3 separate regions of the Mus musculus genome follow, and all the other regions are linked to region 3. A link is a contact called in public HiChIP or PLAC-seq and promoter capture Hi-C data. All regions are on one chromosome and are shown on one strand. The core of a region is the stretch at or near the end of the contact, and the rest is flanking DNA. Distances in the headings are between cores, read along the strand shown.

Region 1 (4,066 bases), core at 1,466-3,965, 2.1 Mb after region 3:
GAGCATTGTATACTTGTAACCACTGATCTATCTTCACTTAGTTTTTGAGACAGGGTCTCTCAGTGAATCTGGACTACCAGATTTGGCCAGTGGGTTCAGGGATCTGCCTGTCACTGCTTCTCCAACACTTGGGGTAGATGGCTGTCACTTTGCCAAGCTTTTACACAAGTGCTGAGGATTTAGAATCAGGTCCTTGCACTGCAGGGATTTTACCAGGTGAGCCATCTCTCCAGCCCTACTAACTGTAACTTTTTGAAAATTCTTTACCACCTCCTAAATTCCCTGTGGTTTCACCTCATTGGGCTGCACTGTGGACAGGATGGCAGAAGAAGCAAGTTGGGTGTATTAGTCAGGGCTCTCCAGAGTCTTAGAACTTATGGGTAGTCTCTATACAGTAAGGGAATTTGTTGATGACTTACAGTCTGGAGTCCAACTCCCCAGCAATGGTCAGCAGCAGCTGTGAATGGAAGTCCAAGGATCTAGCAGTTGCTCAGTCCCACAGGGCGAGCAGGCAAAGAAGAGTGAATCTTCCTTCTTCCAATGTCCTCATGTGAGCCTCCAGCAGATGTGGCCCAGATTAAAGGGGTGTATCACCACTGCTGGATCTGGGACTTGCTTGTCCTAGGCTGACCTTGAACTCGGAGATCTCCTTGTCTCAGTCTCCAGGGATTAAAAGCGTGTACTACCTCATCTGAGCCTAAGCTTCTCATGGTCACAATGACTCAAGATCTCCATGCCAAGATCCAGGTCAGAAACATGTGTCTCCCAGCCTCAAGATCTGATCACAGGTAAGCCTTCCAATCTGGACTGTAGTTCATTCCAGATATAGTCAGGTTGACAACCAGGAATAGTCACTTACAGTTAGGACCAAGTCAGGAGAAAGGTATAGGGCTGTCTGGTAGCAGCCTGGGAACTTAAGCGTTGACTGCCTGATAACCACCCCCTCCTGTGGGTGCCCCAAGGCCTCTTTGCACTGTAATTTCAAATCCCTCTGAATTGAATCCTCAAGCTGCAAGTCTCTTTAGGAGGTAGAGAGGCCTGTGTGGCTAAGTAATTAACTGCTTTTGTTTCTCCTACCTCCTACTCCACAGGCCTAGAAAGATAGTGTAATGGTGGGGTTCATGACTGTCACCCACAGCTGGCTATCCCAAACACAAACAGTTCTATAAAACACACACTAGGGAGCCAGGCATGGTGGTACATGCCTATAAGCCCATCACGCAGGAGGCAGAGGTAGGAGGATTAGGAGTTTAAGATCATTCTCAGCTACAAAGCAAGTAGTGGGCCAGCCAGTGCTACATAGCAAGACTCTGTCTCAAAACAAGAGGGCTGGGGTAAAGCTCACTGGTAAAGGGCTTTGTTAGCATGCTCAAGTCTCTGGGTTGCATTGTTAATACAGCAAAAGAAAAACGGAAGGAAAGAAAGGAAGGGGAACAGGAGAAAAGAAAATACAATCCATTGTTTTAACCCAATTTTGTACTTTGCATTGCAATCAATTGATGGTACCATTCTAAGGAATTCCATCTTGTTTGTCCCATGGTACAGACCCATTTCAAGAAAAGCTTGGATGTACAGTATCACCTCTTTTGGATCTTACAGCCGCACATAACTAGCTCATTCGGTCCTTATATTCTTCTGTGGAGGTGTGTCACTGTTCTATGTTCTGATGAAGGAACTGAGGTTCCGTGCCATGCCCAAAGTGACCTAGTGTATCTGAGTCTTGTGATTTTTTTTTCTGTTTTAGAATGATTTGCCTTTCTCTGAAAAGATTTTTAGGGGCTCAGATATATGGTCTTACCTATTCCTGGTTCAGATTGGGAGATAGGTCTAGAAAGGGCTAACTAAATATGACACAGGAGGAGACACAAAATCAGGACTCATGACAGACAAGAAGTCCCTTCTTCAAGTCTGAACAAGCCTTTCCTCTTTCCCAGCCAGACTCTTACTAGGAACATTTGCAGGAAATCTTGCTTGTGAGTCTCTGATGAGTAGAGCTCCCAGAAGTGACAAAATGGGTCTAAGCTCTGGTTCTGCCCTTTGGGTAGGTCACTGTGATCTTGAAGCACCCCTCTTCCCCTTTTAAGATAGGATCTTCTGTAGTTTAGGCTGGCCTCAAACTAGCAATTGCCCCTTGGTGTAATTGGGGGATAACCTTCAGCCCCTAGTCCTCCTGCCTCTATCTCCCAAGTGCTGGGAATACAATCGTGTACCATCCCTTTCCAGTTTAAATGTAGGCAGGGTTTTACCTTGGATCCCTGGATGGCCTGGAACTTAGAGATGTGCCTGCCTCTGACTCCTGACTGCTGGGATTATAGGCATGTAACCCCTACACTGGGCCCTAGTTTAAAATTTTGACCACATAATATGGCTCAATTACTGGAAGACTTGACAGAGCCAAAGCTTACTACGGAAATAACTTTGTAAACGCTCAGATTGCCTAGATGATAGATCGCGGTAACCGCTCAGCAGTTCTTAGAAGTATAGTCCTCAAAGTGCAGGTATTTTGGAACCTCAGACGACGCTCCACCTCCATCACTGCTTCGTCCCGCCCCCTACCCCGCGAAGTCCCGCCCCAAGCCGGCCCCAGGTTCCTAGGTCACCAAGGGGGCGCCAGAGATAAGGACAGCTTTCTGGTAGAAACAGACGACGCTCTAGGTGATAGCGGTGCTCCTCTGTGGTCATCGGCGACGGCGCTCTAGGCGGCGGGAGTGAGGGGCGGGCTTTCGGTGGTGCGGCCGGCTGGCAGCTATGGCGGCCGTCCGCGGCCTGCGAGTGTCTGTGAAGGCGGAGGCCCCCGCTGGGCCGGCTTTGGGGCTTCCGTCGCCCGAGGTGGAGTCCGGTTTGGAGCGTGGCGAGCCGGAGCCCATGGAAGTGGAAGAAGGCGAGCTGGAAATCGTGCCGGTGCGGCGCTCCCTAAAGGAACTGCTCCCGGTACGGGCGAGAGGGGCGGGGGCTGAGGAGGTCGCCGGGCGGGTGTCCCTGGAGAGTCAGGGAAGGTGGCGGACGGCGGCACTGGCGCAAGTCCGGGAACGCGGGAAAGGGGCGCGAGCGCCGAAAGGCGGGGGCCGCGCATGACCCGGAGAGCGCCAGAGAGAAAGGACGCCGGGGCGCCCGGAAATGGGTGCAGAGAGCGCTGGAGAGGCGGGGGATCTCGGAGAGAGTTGGGGACACCCCTCTCGCTGCCCCTCGGTGGCCCCGAACGGAATCAGCTGTGTTTGGTTGGAGATAAAAAGGAGCCGCGGGCGGGAACAGAACCTGAATCAGCCCTCAAAGAAAGTGTTAGGTGCCGCCGGCATCCAGGTCTCCTGGTGGGTCCTCCTTCCCCGGCCGAGTTGGTGTCACTTAAACCAGCTCTCTTCGCTTGGGAGGGCTAGACCTGTCAAACAGCAGACACTCGTGTGTTGGTATTGTGGATGAGGGTCCTCACGTCCCCGCACCTTCACTGCGTCTACTCTCGGTGGTCCCAGCTTCTGACACACAGTGACATTTGATCTTTCTTTAACCACAGTGGGTCTGAGGAGTGTTTTGCCTGTGGTTTGGTAGTCACATGCCCCTTCTTAAAGCTGGTCTGAGGCCTGGATAGCTCGGTTTTCACATACAACGTGAACTCCCTGCGCCCCCTCCTTTAATTACATGATAGCAGCTTGGTTTTACATTTGAAGTTATGAGTGAAGGCTAAGGTAGTGATGACAAATGACAATACCTTTGGTGACAACATCTATAGGTTATAGTGGATAGTGTATAGGTCAGGTGTTATCCATTCAGTCAGTTTAACATGTTTATATCACACACCTCTCTGTGTGCTGGTGTAATCCTAGGTGCTTAAGAGCGAACTCCCTCTTGGTGTTGCCCTAGTAGGGGAGACAAGTAAATAGTTCCCTTTTGTATTAAGTGCTACAAAAACAAACACACACACACACACACACACACACACACACACACACACACACCCTGTTAATAGGATAAAAAGCACAGTGGCCAGGAGGGATGTGAAGCAGTTGGTGTGTGTTGGGATGCACAGGAAAGTCCCTTGAGATAGTTAGATTCAACTTGAACCCCAAATGAC
Region 2 (4,162 bases), core at 1,555-4,054, 2.1 Mb before region 3:
TAAAAGAACAAATCTGAGGGGACTAGAAAAGTGGCTCAGTGGCTCTTGCAGAAGACTAGAATATGGTTCCCCGCACCAACACAGGGCAACTCCCTCCCTCTAGCTCTAGCTCTTCTTCTGGCCTCTGCAGCCACCCACATTCACACATATAACACTCACACACAGAAATAAGGTTTTAAAAGAAAATTAATTTAGCCAGAAAAATCAGCATGCAAAGCTCAGGCCCTAGAGTCAAACTATGGCCTGGCTGAGAGACCTTGGGCAAGCTATTCAACTTCTCAGTGCCTCATTTCCTCACCTATAAAACAGGAAGATCAGTTGTATTTGGAAGATGAGGTGAGTTACTATTGGCACAGTACGTGTAACAGAGCCTGATGCATAAACATCACATAAATGTTAATTCAACTCTAAGAAACTACTAGGCCAGAAGTGGACCTTTAAGTTAGACCAGAGTAAACAGACTTCCAAATTTATAAGCAGATGACTCCTTTCATTACAAAAGCATCCCTAACGTCTCTCCTGGAACAAGCTTTATGCGCTAGACTAAAACAAGTTCTTTCCCTCCCATCACACGCTGTATCTGTTGCTTCCCGCCTGGCAGTACCCAGCTTTATCCCTACACCTATTCATCAACTTCATCCTTCTAAGAACCAGGTTCAAGTAACGAATGTGCTACCCTTGCAGGTGATCTCAAAACTGTGTGTGTGGAGTTTGCCTCCAGGTACTCGGAGAGGCTCACTGTCGCTTGAGATTACGTAAGTGGGGAAAGTTAGCCAATGTCAAATCTTTCACTGATTTAAAAAGTGCTCAAATGGCATATCTACAATCTTCTACAGCTGCAAGGCTAGCAGACAAGGACTTTCTGCTCCTCTCCATCTTCCTTAATTCTAGGTCTCACATGGAGTGTGAGTGTACAATTACAACTTCTGCAGCAGACATGCTCACACTCTACGACCTTTAGATGTGAACAACTGACAATTAGCTCACTGAAACTTTAAACAGTTATCATCTAACAGAGCTTACTGGCAAAGATACTCTGTACAGCACTAAGAAAATTAATTTTACATGACTATTAACATATATGCAGAATGAAATAGGCCTTATTTCTCTCCCTTATGAAGTGCCTAGAAAGTAATTTTAACTTAAGTCCTCAATCCTCAAGTCTATTTTAGCATGGTTTAAAATACGCATGAAAATAAATTTTGTTGGTCTCATAAAAGCATGTTCAGGTCTATTTTTTATTTCAAATGCTCTGGATCCAACTTCAATTCAATTCAAAACCAAGGCACTGCAGATTTAGCAACTTCTTCTAAGATTAAGTTTGTCTCTAACTGGAGCTAAAGGTTTTCTTTGTTCTTTATGTATTCCTACTCTAAGATTTTAACAACAATTCAGAAGAGATACCCCCAACTGGGTGTCCTTTGGTCTCTTTTGACTCCTTAACTTAATGATGAGCTTTGCCCTCTCAGCTTTCTGATTTGGCAGACATTACCCTACCTCTTAAGTGCAGTGAAAGCAACATAATTTTCAGACTAACAACCAGCCACTCATGAGCAAGCTTCAGGATAAGATTTTTCTAGTAACTGAGCTTTTGGGGGTTTTTTGTTTGTTGTTGTTGTTTGGTTTGGGGTTTTTTTGGTTTTTTTGGTCAATTTACTCGAAAATAAATAAGTCATCTAGTAACTTCTGGTATTATCTTTAACAAGTCCAATGTTCAGTCCTCTTTCCGGCTGAAGAAGTTAAAAAAAAAAAATCTCATGAAAACAGAAACCAGAACCCTGAGCTTAGAAAGGTAAATTGTAACCCAAGCTAAACTTCTCACCAGTTAGTGGAACCCAAATAAAAATCACTCAGTTGCCCCAACCTCCTGTACCTAGGTTCAATTTCCCCATCCAGCAAAAAGTGACTTACAGTATCCGTCGCAAGTACAAACAGCAAATGTTCTAAAATGTTTACAAACGCTACAGGAATGGGCCCGGGTAATGAAAAGGACCCTCACTCGCCTTAAACTTAAAAGTGTTAGTCACCTCATCGTTTCTCAGAGAAAAATAAGAAGCGAATCCAAGCAACCGGGGTCGGTTGGTTAGTGAGACTTTCCCCAACTCCAAAGAGGATGATTAGCAGTTCGGGGCAGGCAGTCACGAGACTGCCAGTCTCTGCCAACGCGGGCTGCTCCTGCTCTCGCCTCCCGCATCTGGGGCGCTGGGAAATCAAGATCCTGCCCGGCTCCTAACCACCCCGGCAGCTCCAGGGAATCAAGGATGGGTGGAGCGAGAAGCTGGGCGCGCCTCCGCCACCCCAACTGGGCCACTCCTCGAGCCGTCAGCGCCTCAGCCCCCGGTGCCACGTCCCGGCCTCCGTCCCTCCTCTGGAAGCCCGGGACTCGCTCTCCCGCAGGTGCCCCCGGTGGGCCACACCTCCGCCAGTAAGGAGGGGACAGTTAAAGCGGTTGGAACAGTTGTCTCGGTACGGGCCGCCCCAGAACCCAAGCCCGGCCTGGCCCAGCGGGCTGAGCCCCAGCCCGGCGGCGGTCAGGCAGGCTCCCCCGGGGCAGGCCTCGGCGCTGCCCGCCTGGCTCGAACCCCAGAGGCTGCGTCGCACGGGAGCTCACCGCCAATGTGTCAAAAGCGCATGTTCGCCGCCGCTCGGCCGACGTCTCTGCTCCGCTGGCCTGGCCAGGCCCGCCCAGCCGCTCAGCTCTGCTCCCTTCCGCAGCCCTGAGCTCCACTCCGCGTATCCCCGCACCGGGCTCCTCCCCGACACGTCAGGGGCTCCCTGGGTGTCGGAGGCCATTCTGTGACGCACGGGGGCGGAGTCAAGAGCATGCGCAGAAGCAGGCTGGCGTGCGGGGCGGAGCGGTGGGAGGCCAGAGTCACGTGGAGCCGACCTAGGCTTTGCGCGCTGACGTGAGATCTGCGACAGCGTCCTGCGCAGGCGCCGCCCCGGACCCCCGAAGGAGGTGGGTTTTTTAGCCCTGTGCTGTCTCCGGAAGCTGTGCTGCGCAGGAGAGTAGTTCCCTAGGCTAAAATGGGAAGCCAGTATAAAGCCAGTATAGAGTACTAGCTCACGAAGGAGACAGGAGAAATACACAACTGTCCTGGAACTAGAAACTTAAATTTAAAAAAGGCATTTGGGGAACAACTATAGGAACTTTAGCTGTCTCATGCTCAATGTAATTGTTATTTCAGTGCTGTTGGGATTGGTTTTGAAGTTTGAAGACAAAACAACATAGCATAAGACATATGCTGAGCCTAAGAAAGACAAGGTGAGCCCACGTATACGGTTGGGAAAGGTCAATATAAACAAAAAACGGTGCGAGATGGATTTTTAAGGAGAACCCAAACTGATGAGCAGAGGAAGATTACTGGGGTCTAGAGCGTCTTGAACTACACTATGAAGGATATAGGGTTTTTAAAAAGAGATTATGAGTTCACTGTGCGGTTTGTCGCGCCCGTAGTTGTACCAGTCACTGGGGTGCATTGCTTTGTCACAGTAACCCCACGTCACTCTCATTTACAAGTAAGAAATAGCAAGATGAAGTTCCCCAAGGTCACTCACCTACAGCGCAAATTCAAACTCAGAAGCTACACTGTTATCCACTACTACGCTGACAAGAAGGGAAACATAGGCTAGACCGTGGGGCTAAAGTGCCTTCCATACACTACTGTTAACCATCAACAACATTTGAAGCTGGAATCATTAGATCTATATTGTAACATAAGACTCAAAAAAAAAAAAAAAAAAGGTCTGCTTTACAGGCCAGTGGCCTGGAACAGCTTTGAAACTCAGTCTGGCTTCCCTACCTGAAACTCTGCTCAATCTAATCAGACTTAAGGCAGAGAAGTGATTAATGAAGGCTTTCCTATAGACCCGGTGCCAAGACAGGAACCGTCCCACCCAAACAGGAAAAGATAAAAAGGCCACAGCTTCTGTCCTGCCTCCTGGCTGAGGTGCTAAGAAACACACTGAGTCACCTAATGGCTGGCCAGGCCCTTCAGAAAACAGTGACATCATCTCCCAGGCTGCTGCCCCTCCCATTTGCTCTGCCCCTAGGACTGGCATCATCCCCTTCTTAATGAATGGGCTTAGCTTGGCAGAGCCCTCAGAAGCCAAAGGCCCTGCTCTGATCTTCGTTGGCCCAGAGGCTGGAATAGTACCCTAG
Region 3 (4,527 bases), core at 296-2,795:
ATATGCAGCACTCATTTGCAGGAAAACATACATACCCAGAAAATTTAAAAACAAAAACTTAAAAAAAAAAAAAAAAAAAGGGAGAAATTACCCCTGATCTTGCGGCCAGGGAACAAAGGCATGTTTTCTGTAGTTCCACACCACAGCTCTGGGTAATACCACAGGTCTTAAACATTCTAAACTTTCCCTGACATAACCCAGTAGGCGCTACTTGAGATTTTTCTTCTGTGTTCCTGGCCTCAAGCAGACTCTTGATACCCAGTAAATACATAAACTCGGAAGTATCAACAGATTACCATCTTATAACTGTACTGTAGAGAAAGGAAGAGCTTCAGGCCAAGTGTAAAGGTTCACGCCTTTATTCCCAGCACCAGATAAGGTGCAGGTGGCTCTGTTTGAGCTCCAGGTCACCCAAGGTCACAGGTAAGGCCCTAGATTACCTTCAAGCGCCTTGCAGCAAGCAGTACTGCTTCATCTACGTGGACTTAATATAAAAGAGTGATAGTTTAAGGGAGTTTCAATAATTTGTCATAGCATCATATAGCCTCAAAAATACTCTCACCCTGGTACTTCCTATTTCTTTTCTCATGACCATTTTAGATTTCTAATTTCTTTTTATTATTCGTAAATAATGATGAGACCATCAATATATTATTTACCTTAGTATGGAGAATTATACTAAGCCAAAAATCCTTTTAAATAAGGATTTCTTTTGAATATAATAATATTTCTAATTGCTTTTAAATCTGTAGGCCCATGTCTTTAAATGCCTGTTGTAGAACTGGGCAGTGGCAGCACATGGCTTAATCCTAGCTCTGATCAGGATCCTCCAGATCTCTGTTAATGAGGTCAGCCTGCTCTACAGAGTGCGTTCCAGAACAACCAGGGCTGTTAACCCTGTCTCAACAAACCCCTCCACCCCCACCGAAGCAAATCACAGATATTACGGAGCTTGTGCATGCTCTAGGTTTATGTCAGGTGCTGGACACACACACAGGCCTAGCCTCTGTTTTGGTGTTTATAAATGACTTAGACCCGTAATCTCAACACTCAGAGACTGGGGCAGGAGTTCCTGGCTAGCCTGGGCTACATAGTGATTCCAGACCAGATTGAGCTACAAAGCGGGGTCATTCCACTCGAAGTGGGGCGTTCCCAAAAGACGCCAGCCCAGGTCCGCCAACGAACCAAAAGGCTGATTGCTTTCACGATGGACCGGCGCACCTGATACTGGGAGAGAGGAGGCTCCACGCCACCACCGCTGGGGCCTCGAAGGCGAACCACCAAGAAGGCGCTGCCTTCTGCGTCCCACAGAAACAGTTCCCCTCCGAGGCCGAAGACCAGGTTTCTCGTCGGCAAATGCGGCGGCAGAGACGGGCACGAGGGTGAAGTCGAAGCCGCTGGCTTCTCCGCTTCGGCTGGACTCTGGTTTCTTACGCCCTCGCGGAGCCGCAAGAACACGACGTGGTTAGGAAGCCAGCTCTGCCACAGCTCCCCATCGCCCAAGGGCCCCACGGCAGCCGCCATCTTGAACTAACAGCTCAGGATTGAGGGGCGGGAGGAAACGAAGCCCGCTGCTGTGCGTAGCCAATCCGCGGCCAGCACTTCACAGCTTCAGCCTATCAAAGTGTAGGAATCTCGAGAAGTTGGCCCAATAAGAAAGAATCGCTAGAGGATAGACAGGGCCGCGGGTTGAAGCCAAGGTGGGCGGGGCGGGGCGGGGCGGAGTGGAGTGTAAGGATCGCTTTGGGGCTGCTGCTGGGCCAGTGAGGGGGTAGCGTTAAGGATGAGAGATGTGTGTCTGATTGTCTACTGGACAACTTCCTCTGGGTAAACCCAGAACTTTCTCTCAAGATTCACCTCCCTCAGCCCGGGTGGTGTTTACTTCTCAACTGTCACTGCTTCATCTATCCTCGGATTCCCCTAAATCTGTCACTGTGAGGGGATAGAAACTAGATACAATTCCAAGAAAGCCCGGCGGCCTGAAGTACAGACAGACTGCGCCGAGACTACAACTTCCAGAATCCTTTGCGCGCGGCTAAGGGGCGGTGATTTGGGCGCTGTTTCCCGCTAAGGGAGGAGATGGCAGAGTCCTCGGGGTCTCCGCACCGCTTGTTGTACAAGCAGGTGGGCTCGCCCCACTGGAAAGAAACTTTCAGGCAGGTGAGTGTGAAGTTTGGGTTGTCATCACTTCCCTAATCTTCCCAAGGACCTCTGTCCTCGGTGTGCTCGCTTCAGCACTGGTTGTGGAGCAGGTGCCCGGTGTGCCTGGCCAGCGAGGTGGATCTCTTGCTATAGGATTGGGTCCCGGCCGCCGCCCGGGCTGTTGGCCGGCGTAGGTGTTATGCTATCCTAGGATTCGACTTTGTTTCATATTTTAAGAGTCATGACAGCAGTAGCAACACCACCACCTAACGTTCGGTTACAGAGGGAAGCACTCCGTATGTATACGTCACGTGAGATAGAAGTTATTTCTCTCCTGAAGAACATCAGACACGGTTAGGAGAGTTGAACTTAAGCTCCGCCTTCTTCCGAACTCAAGTAGTTCCTTCTAAGAAGCAGCTTATCTCCCTGTTCAGCAGTCTCAAAAGGGTGGGTGTATTCCAGAAGAACCACCCAGAAAAACAATCTTCATGCTGAACATGTTGTGTGGAGTAGTGTTTCTCAACAGTGAGTGCTGACGTTTCGAAGGAGAACGTTCTATTATGGGAGGTGGTTCTGTACAATGTAGAACACTTAGATGCAGCAGCCTTGGTCTCTCCACCTACTAAATGGCACCAGTCAGTAGCAGTTCTTCAAGCAGAGCTGTGACAACCACTTGGGAACAAAAACTGTCCCGAGTTGGGGGTGGAGAGATGGCTCAAGAGTCCTTATGTTTCAGTAGCAGACCCGATGGCTGTAACTCCAGTTCCAAGTGGTCTATTGCCATCTTCTGGCCCTGGTGTGCATCAGCACTGGTGTGGTGCACATAAACTCATACAGGCACACACATAGACACAGGAAAAAAAATTAAAAACCCATACCAGGGTTGTAAAGTACTATTTTACAAGAAGACCATTACTATAGCCATTTGTACAATTCCAGGAATTTAGAAGCCATATAAATGTCTGAAGTTAGTCTGTGGATACAGTTCCTGTGTATCCAACTGTCTTCTTATAAGATAAAATATGAAATATAGGAATGTGTGTAATGTAACCCATCTGTGTGTGGAGGACTTGAGGCTATGAAATTTTGCATCTTGAATTTTCTTATATTTTTACTGACTAATTGGAGGGTTTTCTTTTTAGTGGAATTGATGTTTTTCTTCTTAACCAATACTGCCCTCCCTTACCTCCCCAGGGATGTCTGGAGAGAATGAGAAACAGCAGGCACAGGCTCCTGAACAAATATCGCCAGGCTGCAGGTAGCACGCCGGGGACAGCCTCAGACAGACTTCTTGTGCAAGAAGTAATGGAGGAAGAGTGGGCTTCTTTGCAGTCTGTGGAGAATTGTCCGGAGGCCTTGCTTCAGGTCAGTCAAGGATCTCTGTAGCTAGGAGACCACTGACTCCATGAGGAGCGTCTGGTGACCTCTTTGCATCTGTTTGTTTTGGTCCTTTCAGTCTGCTCACTTCCCCAAGCATGATTCTCACCGTCATTTGGCTCAGGGTTTTTACCTTCATTAGAAATATATCCATGGTTCTGCCATACTACATGCATAGTAGGCATGAAGCAACCTTGCAATATAGTAACTTAGGAAACTAAAGGGAAAGAAAATTTCATTATTGCTTTTTCCATCGGAAATTTTGACTTGCTAAGAATGGGCTAGGGACCTCTCTTTAAAAAGGACGTCTACATTCTGACTCTAGTTGATCAGAATGTGGAGCTGTGTGTCGGTAGAAAACCCTTTACAGTGTATCAGGAAAGGTTATGGGTTGGCATCAGGATTTAGGAATTCTAAGTTTAGTTTTACTGACTCACAAATATTACTGTTCCTGTGAGCCTTAGTTTTTACATTGACATAAAATAGAGAAGCTCGCACAAGCATTATGAGAATTGAGTAACAAAACATGAAAACCTCTGAAGCCATCAAAGCTCTGTATAATAATGATTCATTTCCCATAGCGTTATGTGTCCTACACTATGCTAATTGGTTAGCCTAACATCACCACAGGTAGTACTTAGAGTAGGCCTCTCAGGTCAGGCTTAATCCAGCTTTACAAAAGCTAAAACAGCTTTTCAAAGACCAGACTTTATCACACGGCCAGCCTTAGAAGGTCATTTACTTAACTGCTGCCTGATTTTGTCTCCCTTAAATTTGGTACTGTTGTACTTTGATCATTTGTTGTTAGTTCAGCTTGGCCAAATTACCAAACTGTCAGCAAATTCAGCATGTGGACCAGGCCAATTTTATCCAGTAAATCTGTGATCTTTGAGTTACAAATCCTCATGAGACATGTGGCCAGTTAATACTTCATGTGGAGTGGGAAAACACCACTTTCTCTCTGCTCTGTCTCTGTTTATGTCTTGCTCAGGGATTAAACCCAGGCTC

Evidence for each region. HiChIP or PLAC-seq counts read pairs in DNA pulled down with a chosen protein or histone mark. Capture Hi-C pulls out chosen DNA fragments and counts their contacts.
Region 1: a contact with region 3 is called in a promoter capture Hi-C map of adipose tissue, with 4 times the contacts expected there. The contact joins the promoter of Ncbp3 here to the promoter of Nup88 in region 3. A contact is called at or near these places in 2 of 39 promoter capture datasets (hippocampal neurons and liver), 1 of 115 datasets of contacts at active chromatin or transcription factors (embryonic forebrain) and 2 of 9 other capture datasets (adipose tissue and liver).
Region 2: a contact with region 3 is called in an H3K27ac HiChIP or PLAC-seq map of double positive thymocytes, with 8 times the contacts expected there. The contact joins the promoter of Ndel1 here to the promoter of Nup88 in region 3. A contact is called at or near these places in 1 of 484 Hi-C or Micro-C datasets (CD4 T cells), 1 of 115 datasets of contacts at active chromatin or transcription factors (double positive thymocytes) and 1 of 9 other capture datasets (adipose tissue).

What each region holds. Positions count from the first base shown.
Region 1 is chr11:73,045,152-73,049,217 of GRCm38.p6, forward strand. Ncbp3 (nuclear cap binding subunit 3) reads left to right here and starts at 2,716. Exons shown (of 13, transcript NM_025818.3): 1 at 2,716-2,931. The coding sequence starts at 2,749.
Region 2 is chr11:68,850,331-68,854,492 of GRCm38.p6, forward strand. It overlaps Ndel1 (nudE neurodevelopment protein 1 like 1), which reads right to left and starts at 2,805. Exons shown (of 9, transcript NM_023668.3): 1 at 2,612-2,805.
Region 3 is chr11:70,968,428-70,972,954 of GRCm38.p6, forward strand. Nup88 (nucleoporin 88) reads right to left here and starts at 1,546. Exons shown (of 17, transcript NM_172394.3): 1 at 1,222-1,546. The coding sequence starts at 1,524. It overlaps Rpain (RPA interacting protein), which reads left to right and starts at 1,772. Exons shown (of 7, transcript NM_027186.3): 1 at 1,772-2,160; 2 at 3,337-3,507. The coding sequence starts at 2,080.